Linked DNA regions of Mus musculus: all the other regions are linked to region 4. The links are chromatin contacts, called in public Hi-C and targeted proximity ligation maps. All regions are on one chromosome and are shown on one strand. The core of a region is the stretch at or near the end of the contact, and the rest is flanking DNA. Distances in the headings are between cores, read along the strand shown. Region 1 overlaps Sgms1 (sphingomyelin synthase 1). Region 2 has its middle 31 kb from the start of Gm36419. Region 3 overlaps Minpp1 (multiple inositol polyphosphate histidine phosphatase 1). Region 4 overlaps Gm29863 (a long non-coding RNA gene).

Region 1 (2,700 bases), core at 168-2,667, 830 kb after region 4:
TTCTCTGTTGGTACTTTTTACAAGATGGGCAGGATCTGTGCTGGCCAATGAGGCTGTGCGTATAATGGTCACAGTTGGAGTTAGGCATCTGTCTATTTAGATGGCGTGGCTGTCATGTATTAGCTGTTAACTGTTGCACAACTTACCAACCTTTCTTTAAAGTGACTCTTGTCACAACAGTAGTATTGTATAAGAAGACCATTATTTGCTATTGTTTGCATTTATTATAATGTACATAATTGGTGCTCTTATTAAGGGCTGTAGCCTGAGCATGATTGTCTACTAGTGTTCCCCAGACTTGCCTGAGCTTATACCGTTCCTCAGGTGCTTGTTAAAAGCAAAGATTCTCAGGCACCACCCAGATACCCAGACTTGCTTCATCAGATCCCCATGGGAGAGGCCCGGCAGAGCCCTATTACACACCCTGGTTTCAGATATTTTGCATGAATTTTTGGTGTGCGTCCATATTTGGTACTGTGTGTTCCAGTCTTGACCAGAGGAAACATGGCCTCTGGTCAGACTCTTGGCAAAGACTCTTTTTCTCAACATGTGTAACATATTCTCACACTCCAGGTTCTAGCTACAAAGAAGAATGGTATCATGTGTGCAACTTGGCTAGCCTGGCATTCTTTCTCTCTCTTGGTGAAATATCCTAATAACCTGCTCAGCCTCAACATATGTATCAACATGATGAGCCTGTGCACAGTTCTGAGTGTTCCCTCCAGATGTGGGTGGGATGGGAACAGGAAGTGCCATGGCGTGCTCTCACCGTTATCAGTGGAGAGCAGGCTGCAAGCTCTACTTTTTTCAGTGGAGACCTGGGAGCCAGATGCTGCATCTTAACCCAGGGCACAGAGATTAGTGCACTCTGAGCCAGCTCTTCTGGAAAAACAGCGTTTGGCTGTTTTTCACACAAGCCTGCAAATTTTTCTCTCTAGCCCAGTTACTTCCTTGTTAGTGACAAAGAAAGGTGGGTTTGTCACATTTTACTCACAGGACTGGGGTTTTGGGAGACATTGCAAATGGGGTTCCCAGCTTGGGGTTCTCATCTTAGCAAGGGAGTACTCTGCATTCCTGCGGAGATGGGGCGATTTTTTTGCCTCCACCTTATTCTGTGAGGATTTAAAGTGATTGATCTTGATGCTTCTGTCCCCCTCCCTCCCTAAGGTCGTGGTTTTACATGAATAGAACTTGACTTGAGATTCGGACGTGGGTTAACCTTGCCTTTCTGTTCTCATTCTCCTCATGCCATAAGGCAGCTTGATGAGTGCTGAGAATCTTATTTCAGTGTCAGGTTCATTTTCTGACCTGTGAACAAGTTTATCCAGGTTTGTGGCGATTGATATAACAGAGGAGTTTGTGTATTCTGTGGCGCCCCTTAGAAAAAGCCTGTGAGGCACCCTTGACAGTAGCATCTGAAGACTGAAAGAGAAAGTGGTTTTGCCCTAGCCCCATGGCATTCTTAGTGAAAAACGCTGATCCACACAGTTGTACAGAGAATTTTAAAAATATCATGGCAGGGATGAGCAGTTGACGAGGGACATGGCTACTCATCATAGCTTGGAGAGAATGCAGTCAGCTTGCTCTTGGTTTCTTTTGCCTTGTGGGTAGATGGAAATCACCAGGCACTCCTTGCGTCTATCCCGCTCTCAGCCTTTAAGCGCTTAGCAGTGGAATGAGCCCAGGCCTGTAGCTTCCTTTACTTCTCTTGCTGTTCTGTTTTGCAATGTCTTTTCTCATTTGTGGATCTTTCCATTGCAGGAGAGACTGGAGGTAGCTGCTCATGTCATTGGTTTACTGACTGTAAGCTTATGCAGGTTAAGTGTTTTTGATTTGCCGTATCTACAGACTGTTTATGTCTAGTGAGCAGCCTCGTGGGAGGAGGGCATTCTAAAGACGCGATGAGGGCTTGGCCAATGATATGTTGATGTAATGAGGAAGCAATGCCTACTCCAGACATTTCCAAATTGCCAGTATCATGTGGAGGGGAGGTTCAGTTACCACCCACAAAGGAAGCCTTCTGCTCAAACAGGTGGAAAAACTCCAACCCTTTCTCTCTCCACCCAGTCCATATACATAACAAAACACAACACAAATGGACTGTGAAACAAGACAGCCAATTTTGTTAAATACCTGTATTCAAAACTATAATTGTGTATGTTATTATATATAATTATCTAGCAAGTAATCCTAAGCCCCCCAAAATTTTAATGATACCATGTATCTTGCCACGTTACTGTATTTTTCATTTCTATAAAAACATACATTTTAATTCAGCATTATAGTTTGTGCACATTTATGTATGTATGCGTGTACATGTACATGTGTATGTTCATGTATATACGTTTGTGTACATATGTGCTACTGTGTGCATGTAGAGGTCAAAGGACAACCTTTGGCGGTCAGTTCTCCTTCCATTGTGGGTTCTGGCATTGACGAACTTCAAAGAGGATTTTTTTGTTTGTTTGTTTTGTTTTGCTTTGTTTTAATCTGTTGGCCTTCTCAGAGGCTCTTAACAAATTTTCTAACCTCTTTGAAAGTGAGGCTTCAATCTCACACCTTCTAGAAATGTCTGAGGCACCTAACAAGACAAAGTATCTTATAAGGACTTAGAAACAGTATACTGATGGGACTTAAAGTATCACTCAGTAGTTTGATCTAAGTGCTAGACTGCAGTGCTACACTCGGTTTTTCACATTT
Region 2 (2,700 bases), core at 17-2,516, 530 kb after region 4:
GTGCTTTATATTTCTTAGTGGGTTTAAGCACTCTGCAGGCTATGTTGCTGTTCCACTTTATGAAGGAGGAGAATGAGGTACAGAGAGGTGAAGGAACTAAGTGAAGGACACCCCAAGATTTAAATGCAGAGTCCGGCTTCTCAGTCCATGCGCATCGTGGCTTTGACCCAGCCTCTATACAGGCAGTCCATTTTAAACATTTTAAGCAGAATAAAATGATCACCAGCTTGCAATCATTTATGGAAAAGTAATTCTGCATAAGCGAAGGAGGAGCTTAGGCAACTGTGCAAAACAGATCAGTTTTGAAGTCTTTGATGATTTATGTTTTCATAGACATCCAACCACAGGCATTCTCTCACACCTGAGGTATGTTTCCTGAGAGTCAGACCACTGGGGGAGCACACCATCTGTGTTTAACCATTTAAAGGACTGCCAAGCTGTTTCTCAAGGATGTTGAACAAGTTGACGACCCCATCAACCAGTGTAGGAAGATTCCAATTCTCTGTGGTCATACTCATCACTGTTGGCCTTTAAAAAAATTATGAATCTCCCAGTGATTGTGACGTGGTATCTTGTGGGGGTTTTCCCTTTGATTTTTTCCCCCTCCTGATTATCAAGGTTAAGTATCTTCTTGTGTGCTCCTTGGCCATTGGTACTGATTCTTGGGAGAGCTTTCTGTCACTATTTCTTACCTGTTTCAAGTTTTCCTCTTGTGGGAAAAGCTGTAGCGATGCCACCCATACCTCACCACAGTTTACAACCTCCAGGAAGTGGTAAACGGGGTTTGTAAAGCATGTGATCTTGGCATTATTAACATCTTAGTTTTCCGAGTTCATGACTTCAATAAAGACCCCAGGAATTCAAAGTTCATTGCAGATGGATTGGTCTTAGATCTAAGAGGGTTTATATATTCAAGATACCACTGAGCCTTTGGGGCTTTATTTCAGGGCTATAACTCAGGATGAGGGTCATTCACAGAATATCAGGTGAAAGATCTGAGGAGAGAAACAAGGAAATTGTGGAGCTCAGGGCCTTTGAAAACCACCAAATGTTAATCTACCGATATGGGTGGCCTTGATCTCTGAAAGTTCTGGGACATACCAGAGTCTTGGTTAAAGATGTCCATCAGCCACCCAGTCCTATCTCATGTTCCTAGATATATAGGTAGCAGGGCTGTGAATGAGGAAGCCATGAAGTGAGTTGGTTAAGCACTGAGGCCGTGCCAACTTCATAGCTTTGAACTCCACACTGGCTGTTGACTTGCAGCTTATGAATCCTGCCATTCACTTTACTGCTGTGAGCGTCAGGCAAGCTCTGGTGAGATAGAGAGGAGTTCACTGGAGTATAATGGGGATCATGGTAAAGGCTGGTTTCTAAGGGTGGAATTCATGCACTGTCAATCGTAACCTTGAAAATTCTTCAAGTTCAAAGGCAAGTACATTCCAAGTGTGCAGTTTGATGCAGACAATGCTAAACAGGGTTTCCTTGGATGCCGCTCCCTTGTTCATTATCCCCATTGCCTTCTTCTATGAACACTCTCACACCTCTGGCAGAAATAAAGTTTAGGCAGTCAGACCTTTGCCATCACTTTTCCAGTCTTGCTGAAGGTTTCAGTCCACAAGGGAGGTTGCTCTCACGTTTGGCTGTATCTGCTGTTCATCCCAGGCTCATCCGGTGACTCGTAGGGCAAGCTCACAACACTTTAACTCTTCCTCTTTTGTTTTAAGCACTCATGTAGGATTCTTGCAAGTTAGGTGTGCACATGCCGGTTCTCCTCTGTGAGATGCATAAACTATTTATGTGTCCTGTAAATCCTCGTCAAAGGCTTCTCAACATGTGCTCGTTATGCCCAAACACCCAAATCTAAGCTGCTTGGTTGACTGAGGTGGTAACCTCCAAGATTTCTCTTCTGAGAGAAGAGCAGAGTGCCCATGGGCAGCATCTAGTACGCAACTCTGCTTGCTCCTGTGTTGGCCTCGCCCACAGCCACTGTTTTGGAAGCCTTCCCAGATCTGCTCCACCTAGCCTAGCACTCGGTACACAGAGCCTGATAGTCAGGCCAGAGGTCAGCGGGTGGCTGGGAAAAGAGTTCATTTAAACCAAACTCCACCAGAGCTTCAGGGTCTACTCTCAGCAGTAGCAAGGGTGAGAGGCAAGAATATAGCATCTTCTTCCTTACTGTCTTCTGGAGCAGAGAGAGTAGGAAGATGCAGGCACCATCAGCCAGGAAGACCTGGGCATTTGGAGCTTCACTGGCAACACAAGGTGGCCATTAGTGTGGCTTGCTCATTGGGAAGCTCCTCATTGAAGAACTTCAACAAAGGGGAGAGCACTTTGCATTGGCTGAAGCAGAAAAGCCTTATTGGCATAAGAGTAAGAGACTGTGCCAGGACAGAGGGTTGGCTTAATGAGTAAAGGTGTCTGACTCACAAGCGTGGGGACCTAAGTTCTACCCCTAGAGCCTACATAATGATTGAAGGAGCAAACCAATTCCATCTAACCTCCAAACTTATGTCATGGTATACATGTGCACACAGGTCTGGGTGCCCATATGCGTGTATGCACTCGTGCGTGCACGTGTATATACACCCACCCACACACCCCACTAAGACTGTATCAGTTAACTATTTGTTATTAGAAAAGTGGTTAAGGCAATTATGGTATATCTTCATAATAGAATATCTGTTCTAATACTGGACA
Region 3 (2,700 bases), core at 78-2,577, 590 kb after region 4:
TTGGTTTTTTTTTTTTTTTTTTTTCCTGAGACAGGGTTTCTCTGTGTAGCCCTGGCTGTCCTGGAACTCACTCTGTAGACCAGGCTGGCCTCGAACTCAGAAATCCGCCTGCCTCTGCCTCCCAATGCTGGGATTAAAGGCGTGCGCCACCACTGCCCGGCTTGTAAAGATGTTTTAAGTTTATGAAATAATGTCAAAGAGGGAAGAATGAGCATGATTTTGTGTGTGTGCATGCATGTATGTGTGTTCTGCTCTTACTGCAGCTCAAAGCATCCAGCTGGAAGCAGATGTTCTTATAACTAAGAGCAAGAGAACATGGTGGTGCTGCTCATATTAAAATAAAAGATACTTAAAAAATGGCCATATTAAAATCTGCAAGAAGCAATAAGGAACAGCCTTTTCAAAGCTCCATTGACTGATCTGCTAGGCGTGGCATAAGTATTACTCCTTGTCAAGGGCTCGGTACCATGTTCATTTCTCTTCTCATGTGGGGTGGGGCGTAGAGAAAAGCAGGTAAGATAACAACAAGGAAATGTAATTCTGGCTTGTACAGATAGCAGCATATGACTGTTGAGAAAGCCTCTCATCTCAGGAGGGACTTGCTAAGAGGCAGTGTCTGGAGAGTCCGTGCACACACTGCTCCCTGCCCCTGATAGCTCAGCCAAGTGCAGCAGCAGGCTCGCACTGTGAGTGCAGGAGCCCATGTGTAAAGATGAAGAGGACACGGCCACCTTGGTCAGCACAGCCAGCTAACCTCACTAAAAATACCATGCACTAAACTTACAAGGGGAGTTCAAGGAAAATAGCCTACCTCTAGAAAACTATTACCCCAAGTCTTATTTAGTTCTTTTTTTCCTTTTTTTGAGACAGGGTCTCACTGTGTAGCTCTGGCTGGCCTGAAATTCACTATGTAGACGAGTCCAGCCTCAAACTCATCTGCCTACCCCCGAACTCCTGACTTCCAAGTGCTAGGATTAAAGAAAGGCATGGACTACCACACAGGCCATAAAGTCAAATGTTTTAGATTAGTTTCCTTCAGGTAGACTACACCTGAAAATTATTCAAAATAAATGTGTGGCTTGCTATTCTGACTCTGGATGCAAGCTCATTTGGGTCAAAGCCCTCATAAACGTGAGCATCTGCTGAAGTGAGGACAGTGGAAGGTGGGTCCCCCACAGCTGAACTCTGAGGGCACAAGAACACACTCAGCAAGTTATGCCAAAGGAAGATAAGCCACTTCCTCTGCAGTTGCTGGACTGACCCATAGCAATACATTAGCATGAGGCACAGAGCAGCAAATCAATGTGTGAGAGCGAATAGTCACAGACCATAAGAGCTGGGGTAGCTCCAGCAGCAGGGGTCAGAGGTCATACTCATTAGTGGTGTAAGGGTTTAGAGTCCAAGAGGCCATTCAGGTTGGTTCTCGTTCTAAAATATAAGTGTAAATACCACACTGAAGACAAACACCACAGCAAGTAGTACAGTCACTTGACTGAGCAGCATATTTTAGAAATCACCAGATATCCCAAAGCACCAAACATAAATAAAAAGTCCAGGTAGCCTGTGGCTAAGTTTAATAGATACAATCAGAGCCAAAACAAAGGACCATCTAAAATAAGTGATCTGGGAAAAACCGAAACATCCCCGTGTGTAAGAAATTCTTGTATAGAGTAGGACAAGCCATTTAAGATAACAGACACTCATTTACTTCCAAACCACTGCTGATTTAAAATAATCTCAAGCCAGCTTTCTGGGAACAGAACAGTATTCCACCTGGGAGTTCTGCAAGACTGCGCGGTGTGTCAGTGCTACGTCACAAGGCTTCTAGTCTAGGAATCTGGATTCACCAACTTTAAAGGCATGTCCATATCAAATCACAGGGTGTAAGTTCTTACTTGGCATAAATTCATCCAAGGATTATTAAAGGCGAGGACCATCTACCTAAGATTTTTAGTCAGAAGTGGTATACAGTAAGAAAAAAAAAAACTGTTAAAATTTCTTGTTTCTCCTGTGTTCGTGGTTAAACCCAGGGCTTTGTATACATGGGGCAAGCATCCTGCCAATCCCTACACTTCCAGATCTGTCCTTGCTTTGACTTTAGAGATTGGGTCTCACCACAGAGCCGATTTCTCCTGGGATTCACCATTTACCCAGGCTGCTGTCTAATATTTGATGCTTCTGCTTCCACTTCCCTGCTTCTGGGAATGCAGGCAGGGAGTGCCTTGTATATCCAAAACATACATACACCCATAACACACACACACAACACACACGCGCGCACGCACACACTAACTTCATTCTTGATTTTTTTTCATTTCAAATACAACACAGAAAGAGTTCAATAGATAACTATGTTGAGGTTGTAAGGGTAAGAAGGCAAACTGAGCCTACTTTCAATTAAGCAACGGGAAGAACATTAAATTAAGGTCAGGGAGAGTTCTCTATGCAGTCTGGTTGGCTCTAACTCCTTCCAAGTTAGCTGCTTGGGTACTTGGGCTAAGTCTGAGACCATGACAGACTGTGTTACATGGTCCTTCCATTAGTAACAGCTCAGAGCATTAACTGCTTAAGTCTCAAACATATGCTTTTCTTCATTATGTTGTTTCCCATAGCCTGAATTCAACTTAGTTATCACTGGGCATTTAAGTTTTACTTAAAGTTTAATTAGAGAAATAACCAGATGACAAAGCAACCTCAACT
Region 4 (2,700 bases), core at 108-2,607:
AGAAGTTTGTGATTGGACTTGGGAAATCAGATGGATCTCCAAGGAAAAGGGACCATATCTGAACCATTGCATTTAGAATATTTTTGAGTCCCGGAGCAGCTATTTATGAGAAGGGAGAGTTGTTTTTTGTCTCAATTCCAGGTTCTGACTTATGTGTAGTGAAGAAGCCGCTTTGCACAGCAGACCTGAAGTCCCTGAAATATCCATGACGTCACCTTTTTTCTACTGATCTCCCTTTGACTGCACAGAGGCATGCTATTAGCTTTGTGCTGTTTGAGCTAAATTCTCCCACATGTAGCTAGCAATCCAGCCAAAACAATGTCAGCAGGAAATTTCACACTGGATGCTCAAGGTAGTCCCAGCTCAGGGAGATGGAAAGATCAGGTTCGGATGCTTGGTTTTGCTAAGGATCAGGACAGAAAGAAAAGGCATCCAAGGTGGGATGCAGGGCTGCCTAGAATATGCAGCTTCCTGTCTTCCAGGCAGTGAGTGGTACACTGTCACCCTGTATTCCCAGGGCTTATGTGACATATGTGAATACAGAAAGCACTCAGCTCCATTTCTGGTGGTGAACCTAGGAGACCTTGCTCCTAAATGACAGAGGAGCCATTTTAAGATATGATATCATAAAAGATAATAATATCTGAAAGGGGGAAATGCATGCACCCAGGGTAACACATAAGTAGGCGAGCACAGGATGAATTTGTGGTTAAACCATTTATTCCATTGCAGATGACAATTTAACTCTTTGGAGCCCAGAGTTCCCCCTATGCTCATGCGTCGTGAAGAGATGATTACGTAATCTGCACTGCAGGTTGAATTGGGAACATCTGGGGACAGTTGTAGGGAGCTAGCCATGATCCTGAAGCTCAGACTAAGATCACTGGCCTCCAGTTCTCTCTGCCAGCCCCATGGTAACAGGAAGGCATAACCCTTGCCCCCAGATCTATTGAACCGAGCAAACAGTGGGGCTGAGCACTCGCATTGTGAACGACTATTTGGAGAAAAGATGGGGTGGGGATTGAAATGTTCTGCTAATCAAAGGCACCAACTGTTGCTGCTTCTCCGGCTTTCTTCAGAAACATCACACGGGTGATGGTACGTTTTTTTCAAGCCTGCGCCAGCCCAGCTCTAAAATGGAAAAGTATTCGTTTCATATGAGCAAATGTTTTCTTCTTTTTTGCTTCTCTCTCTCTCTCTCTCTCTCTCTCTCTCTCTCTCTCTCTCTCTCTCTCCCTTCCTCTCTCCCTCCCTCTCTCTCTCCCTCTCTCTCTCCCTCTCTCTCTCCCCACTGTGGGAAAACGAACTTACTTTCAGTTACGCCTGACATCTGACCACTATACTGATCACGAGGACACTGTGGTAAACCACAGGCCCACTTGAAAATATCTCTCTTAGGCACAGTTCCTGTGCTTTAGAGGGCACCATCCCTGGCTTTTGGTTGTGGCCCTGACTCTCGGCTCTGGCGTCCTCCATAGGAGTTCCATTTTCTCTTTCTTCCTCTACTGACAATGAGTGGTCTCATCCCCACATCTTCCAAATGAGCCAATTCACAAAATAAGTAAAATGTAAAAATGGTGCCTTTTTTTTTCCTATCCAAAGCCTCAAACAGAGCTCTGACTGTACACTGCACCCTTCTAAAAATGAAACAAGGCATGAAAACTTAAAGATAGGCTCAGGAGAAGGCTTGGTGGGTAGGAACACTTATTTCCTGAATGTGAGGATCTGAGTTCAGATCTCCAGCACACACATAAAAAACTGAATGTACCCAAGTGGGCCTGTAATTCCAGCACTGAGGCAGGGAAGACAGAGACAAGAGAGAGAATTACAGTGGCTTTTTAGCCCACGGCCTAGGCAAAAAACAAAATCGGCACTGGTTCAGTGAGAGAGTCTACTTCAGGGGTATAAGGCAGTCAGCAATAGAGGGAGATGCATGTATGCACAGATGCAAGCAAGTGAGTGTGTGTGTGTGTGTGTGTGTGTGTGTGTGTGTTTGTACCCGCACACACTTACAAGGCGGTAGAGGGTGGGTGGTGGTATCTTGATTAATAATGAGATGACCAGCCAGGATTTATTCATACTCCTTCTGTCTGAATCATCTTGTTTCTTGTAGCTGTTTTACACTTCCAGGATCTTGCCATCTGCCCACTCTACAGAAATACAGGAAAGCATTTTAAAAACAATGGCTTGGGGGGGGGGGGAGATCTGGGGATCCGAAAACCTATCTTTCTTTCTTTCACCCCACTGCTTACTGCTGCTTTCCTGAGAATGCAGTGCTGTTCCTGCTGCACCGGACTTGCCTCTTAACAACCTTCCTTCTGCCCCTCACAGCTCACATCTGGAGCCTGAGGAGAAAGAACAGATGTGGCTGCCCCCTTGCCTAAGTGGGAGGGGGGAGGACACCCTGGGTAGTTTGTCCTGCTTGGATCTAATATGTGTCACTGGAATATAGGTCAGCATTTTGATGGATAGGTTGAAACAGGCCAGAGGCAAAGATACCCCCGGGTTCACCCCACTCCACTCTACTGTCTTCTCCCCCAAAGCAAGTTAAGCCCCCAATGGCCTCAAGAGACATGCACAGCAGATGGAGCTGGTCTTCATGTCTTTACATTCTGCACACTAATTCTGTAGAAATCTAGAGCTAAGCTAAGGCTTTATCAGTCTGGGCTTGGGCCAAGCTTCAGGCTGAAGTTCAGCTGG

What was found. A called contact is a pair of places that touch in the nucleus more often than the background predicts.
Region 1: a targeted proximity ligation map of memory CD8 T cells shows a contact between it and region 4, with 30 read pairs. A contact is called at or near these places in 1 of 484 Hi-C or Micro-C datasets (CD4 T cells) and 1 of 130 datasets of targeted methods (memory CD8 T cells).
Region 2: a targeted proximity ligation map of memory CD8 T cells shows a contact between it and region 4, with 6 read pairs.
Region 3: a contact with region 4 is called in a Hi-C map of the G1E-ER4 cell line, with 2.4 times the contacts expected there.

What each region holds. Positions count from the first base shown.
Region 1 is chr19:32,270,793-32,273,492 of GRCm38.p6, reverse strand. The region is part of intron 3 of Sgms1 (sphingomyelin synthase 1); the gene reads left to right. Among named protein-coding and RNA genes, the nearest start is that of Sgms1, 120 kb to the left of the region's middle.
Region 2 is chr19:32,572,762-32,575,461 of GRCm38.p6, reverse strand. No RefSeq gene overlaps it. Among named protein-coding and RNA genes, the nearest start is that of Gm36419, 31 kb to the right of the region's middle.
Region 3 is chr19:32,509,043-32,511,742 of GRCm38.p6, reverse strand. The region is part of intron 4 of Minpp1 (multiple inositol polyphosphate histidine phosphatase 1); the gene reads right to left. Among named protein-coding and RNA genes, the nearest start is that of Minpp1, 25 kb to the right of the region's middle.
Region 4 is chr19:33,100,183-33,102,882 of GRCm38.p6, reverse strand. Gm29863 (a long non-coding RNA gene) reads right to left here. Exons shown (of 5, transcript XR_386659.2): 4 at 2,014-2,150; 5 at 722-1,131. Among named protein-coding and RNA genes, the nearest start is that of Gm29863, 16 kb to the right of the region's middle.